2 separate regions of the Mus musculus genome follow, and region 2 is linked to region 1. Evidence: chromatin contacts called from public promoter capture Hi-C data. All regions are on one chromosome and are shown on one strand. Each heading gives the region's core, a stretch centred on a gene start, on an enhancer-like site or on the middle of the called end of the contact. The rest is flanking DNA. Distances are from core to core; before and after follow the strand shown. Region 1 overlaps Fubp1 (far upstream element (FUSE) binding protein 1). Region 2 overlaps Usp33 (ubiquitin specific peptidase 33).

Region 1 (2,523 bases), core at 13-2,512:
AAACAATGTTTCTTATAAACTCCTCAAATCACTGTCTGCAAACTGTTCAAAATTAGTTATGCTGAAACAGTCTCGGAAATAAGTGAAGAACAGGAAGGTTAACTGTTGTAGCAGCGGTACAGGTCTGAAATAGTGCTCATGTATAAAAGGAAATGTCACTGTTAATGCAATGGAAGTATACTAAAGATCATTGTATACACATGCAGTTTTTAATCAAATAGAAGGAAAAACATGAAAATATCAGGATTACTTGTGCTGAAATAGCCAAATACAACAGAAAAGAACCTCCAATCTACCACTATACTCCAACAGGGGAAAAAACATGCCAGTGTTTAAAAACTCAGTAATTCATGGGGAAAGCTTATATATTCGTGTACATGTATCTTAATTTATCACTGCTAAGAAACTATGAATCCTTTACCCACATATCCAACTTACCGACACAGGAGGTTTCATATCATTTATTGTAAAGCACAAAACAGGCATTTTAAAAGTGAAAGTATACATTGAAAAAGTACATTTATATCACAAAGCATCGACCACATAATAGTTGCAAATACATTTGCTGGAATGTGTACATCTACACTAAAGACTAAAAACAAACCAATTTTCATTTCTACACAGAAATATTAACCTCCTATCAGTAGTGATAGTTATTTTGTACATTTTCAAAATAAAAAAAAAGGGGGGGAAAAAAACACTACTTTAAACCAAAAACAAAATTAAGATCTTCATCAAGTCGTCTGCATCCATATATTTAACAAAGGTTTTTTCCCCCACACAATGAAGCAAATACTGTATTGTCCACTTCTTATTATTGGCCCTGTGCAGAAGAGATACATAAGAGATACACAAAAAGTTAAAGAAAATCCTTTAAATGGAGCTAATTCAGGAGTGAATCCTTTAAGAAAGAAAAACTGGTTAATATAAATGATGGTGGCTTCTTGCATGATTTGCAAATCCCTGGGGGGAAGAAAATTTATTTTTAAAATCAAAGGCATTACAAAAATAGCACTCAGATGCCAGAAAACATTATTAGAAAAACTGAGTCCCCAAACACAACACGATATTTCATGTAGTTATACTTTACCAAGTAAAACATATTCATTCCCAAACAGACAAACATGCAGAAAACATGGTTGGAGTGGAAAACAAAAACAAAAACAAAACAAAAAAAATAGCAAATGTTTTCTACCTGAGGTGCTGGAGGATGCTGCGGCATCCCCTGGGGACTTGTCTGGGCATAATACGCTGCTTGCTGTCTATAGTACTCAGCCCAGGCTGCACTATAATCCGGCTGACCACCTGGTGGGGCCCCAGCAGGAGCAGGAACTGCTTGACCTTCAGGAAAACAGAGAACTTTATTGCTGCTATAATTACAAATCTCACAGTAACTCTTCTCTAGTAAACACAGCATCTTGCCTTTTTAATACTTCTTCCAAGCCTTTTAATAACCTCGTGTCTGCCCTTGTGACCTAAAACACCCCCTCAACTTTAATACAAAAATGTATGTACCATTAAGTACAGCTTATAATGCAAGGCACAGAGGGGCAATAGCTCTTGTTTTTATCTCAACACAGGGTTTCACTTATGTAGCACAGGTGGCTCAAAACTTGTTATCCTCTTGGCAACTTCCCACGTGCTAGGATTATCTGTGCCTCATTGCCCCTTCAGTTTCTGTTTATCTTAAATATGCCTTAGACAAGGGAGGGAGGATGAGGGGGGAAAGTGCAGCACACAAGAAACGGCAAAGATACTCTTTTCACTTCAATCACAAGTTTCAGTCTCTTAGTTCAGCTTGATTAGTAAAAGACAAAATGACCCAAACTCACATACCTTTAAACAAAGGGGAAAATTCAGATATAATCTTTGACAAGGAAAGAAGAAACGCTTTGTTTTTTTTTTTTGCTAACTGAGAAAGGGTCTCACTATCCAGGGCTGACCTCATCCTTGGAGATCTACCTGCTTCTGCCTCCTGAGCACTAGGACTAAATGCGTATATGTGCCACCATACCTAGCTCACCACTCTTCTATCCATTTGGGTCACTATATTACTAGTCTTAAACTACAGAGAAGTACTGAAAGATATTTATGACACACACAATGAAGCAAAAGACATACTGAGTTTATATCACAGCTTTACTAAAAATAACCTGGCAGCTGAAATAAAGTTCAATGAAAGATGTAAAACTCAGCTTTTTTTTTTTAAAGATTTATTTATTTATTATATGTAAGTACACTGTAGCTGTCTTCAGACACTCCAGAAGAGGGTGTCAGATCTTGTTACAGATGGTTGTTGTGAGCCACCATGTGGTTGCTGGGATTTGAACTCCGGACCTTCGGACGAGCAGTAGGGTGCTCTTACCCACTGAGCGATCTCACCAGCCCAAAACTCAGCGTTTATTAGTAATTTTGTTTTAAGTGACCATTCTGAGTTATCAAATGATAAAAATCGAATTCTAGAAATACTTAATGAATTTTGTAAACAAGCAAGTTAACTGCAAATGAGTTTCTTTTTCTTTT
Region 2 (2,523 bases), core at 15-2,514, 120 kb before region 1:
CACACCCCCCACACATATACCTCCAGGCACGCCCACAGGTTTGGTCCTCTGACTTTACAGTCCTGACAAGCGCCCTGGGAAAATAAACACAAGAGACATTTGCTGTGTCAGTGTGTCAGACACACACAATTCCCTGTAACAACATACATTTTTACACATGACACAGAGTGCCCTACTAATTGACTTAGATGTGTATTTAAGAGGAAAGTGAGCGCAGCAATTTCAGGGGTGACTACTATAGAACTTACGAGAGATTTCTGTATCAAGTCCTCTTTCGTTATTTCACCAACTGAATCCAAATGTGGACAATGATTTCGAAAAGTCGTCATTTTCTTACAGTTTTCCTTCTCTTTCTCAAGGCTTTTCAAATCAGGCAAAACCTACAGAAAAGGTGACCCAAAACTTAATTACAAAATCTTAACAAGCTAAAACTGGCTAAAGAAAAGATAAAATAAGGAATATACATGCTCTCCCTGCCAAAAATGTTCAGACACACCTGCAGCCGGTGGAATAAATAAATTTTCATGACTGACTGATCGATGGGTAGATTGATTTGAGACAAAGTTTCACTGTGTAGTTTGGCTGCCCTGGAAGTCACTGAGTAGACCAGACTGGCCTAAACTCATAAAAGACCCTCTGGTCTCTGCCTCCCAAGTGCTGGAAATGACGATGCACAACATCACAGGCTTGTTTTGTTTGCCTGTTTTTTGAGACAGGGTCTCACCAGGGAGCTCTGGCTGTCCTGGGACTCATTATGTAGATCAGATGGGCTTCAAACTCATCAAGATCCACCTGCCTTTGCCTTCCAAGTGCTGGGATTAAAAGTGTGTTCCACACACCTGACTTAATAGTTCTTTGAGAATTTCACACATCTTTGATCATTATTTTCTCCCTTCCTCAACTCTTCCCCAAATCCACCTCTCCTTTCCTACCCACCAAAATTTGTGTCTTTTATTTTAATACCAATCAAATGCAATTGTGTTGCCTATATATTCTTGGATGTGTGACCTTCCACTGGAGAATGGTTAACCTGGGACTACGCTCAAAAACGTAACTTGACTCAGCCTCCACTAGCAACTATCAAGTGCAGTAGCGCCTGGGCCCGGAGCAGACTTCTTGCTCACCTCCCCCTCTGTGCTGGGGTCTGGTCCGGCCTAAGCCGGATGTGCTGAAGCTTCTGTGCATGGTGTCATCACCACTGCTCTGCTCTCCAGGGCTTTCCTTTCGGTCACGCACCACTGCCTAGTCCACGTGTCCCCAGAGCCTTGGGAGGAGGGTGTGATACAGACACCCGATGTGGGCAGAGCACTCTGCACTCCCGTATTCTCCATCCCTTTAACAGTGTGGGTATCCTAGAAATGAAAGCTTCTCTGATGAGGATTAAGAGACCCATCATCAGCCTGGTGGTGGGGACACACCCTTTAATCCCAGCACTCAGGAGCAGAACTCTATGAATTCAAGGCCCACCTGGTCTGCAGAGTGAATTACAGGACCACCAGGGCTACACAAAGAATCTTTATCTCAAAACCAACCAACCAAACAAACAAAAAAAGAGGTATATCAATCTATGGGTGTAACACTTTAGTTATTACGAGTCAGTTTAAGACTATGTCCTTTAGCAGATGGCAGGTTCTCCCTCCCAGTCTATGACCTATCTAGCAAGAGGTTATTTGTCCCGGCAATGGTACCAAATATGAGTTTATCTTGTGGGACAATCCTTAAATCAAGTAGTCAGAAAGTGGTTGGTATGCGCACACACTGCAGCTTCACCAGTGGGCATGTCCTGCCAGGACAGCTGTTAAGGTCGCTTGCACAGTTCACAGCTGGGTAAGAGTGGCGACTGTTTCTCCTTCACCAGCACACACAGAAACCTACAGAGGAAACCAGTAAGGACAAAGCATCCAGGTGAGTACTAGCTTTACACCTCCCTGTTCTACAGTTCAATTTTATCTGCTGTCTGCAGCAGTAGCGTCTTGCCAACCAGAGAGAACCTGTCTCAATGAGGAGGAAAAGGAGACTTGCACACATCCACTGTGGGTACATGTTGCCTATACTCACATACACATACAAATATGCAGATTTGAATAATAATAGTAATTTTTAACATTTGAAAAATAGTAACTAAATGACACTGTAGAAGTTCAATTTAAACACTTGTTAATGTTCTTATTCATGTTTTTAAGAAAATGTCTGGCAATCTTTTTCACCCTTTTCTCATCTCTCCTCTCCTTTTTGTACCCAAGTACATGTACTGCCAGTCAAGAGGGAAGAGCTGGGTTCAATTACCCTTTCACCTTAAGTAACTCAAAATGTAAACAAACAAAACATACAAAGCAATGGTCTTTTGCATTACAGAACAGAACAGTGACTCCAACAAAATTAAAATGGATAAAGCACTGTGACTGGCCCAGCTGAGCCTGGAGAGACTGTAGGCCTCAGAGCAGAAAGGTGAGTTAGACAGGAAGCTCAGGGTGGTTAAAGCTCCCAAGGTACGGTCTCCCAGAAGAGAGAACGAGACAGTAA

What was found. Capture Hi-C pulls out chosen DNA fragments and counts their contacts.
Region 2: a contact with region 1 is called in a promoter capture Hi-C map of pancreatic islet. The contact joins two enhancer-like sites. A contact is called at or near these places in 25 of 484 Hi-C or Micro-C datasets (CD4 T cells, the G1E-ER4 cell line, Sertoli cells and 16 more) and 4 of 9 other capture datasets (adipose tissue, embryonic stem cells, liver and 1 more).

Annotation. Positions count from the first base shown.
Region 1 is chr3:152,230,695-152,233,217 of GRCm38.p6, reverse strand. Fubp1 (far upstream element (FUSE) binding protein 1) reads right to left here. Exons shown (of 20, transcript NM_057172.4): 19 at 1,196-1,341; 20 at 1-823. The coding sequence ends at 815. Among named protein-coding and RNA genes, the nearest start is that of Fubp1, 22 kb to the right of the region's middle. Within about 2 kb of position 1,262, at least 32 of the 459 cell types and tissues checked have an H3K27ac peak or open chromatin away from gene starts, as enhancers often do. A contact at or near this core is called in the G1E-ER4 cell line, pancreatic islet and trophoblast stem cells, where this site is marked.
Region 2 is chr3:152,355,697-152,358,219 of GRCm38.p6, reverse strand. Usp33 (ubiquitin specific peptidase 33) reads right to left here. Exons shown (of 24, transcript NM_133247.3): 2 at 249-380; 3 at 21-74. The coding sequence starts at 329. Among named protein-coding and RNA genes, the nearest start is that of Usp33, 10 kb to the right of the region's middle. Within about 2 kb of position 1,264, at least 101 of the 459 cell types and tissues checked have an H3K27ac peak or open chromatin away from gene starts, as enhancers often do. A contact at or near this core is called in the G1E-ER4 cell line, pancreatic islet and trophoblast stem cells, where this site is marked.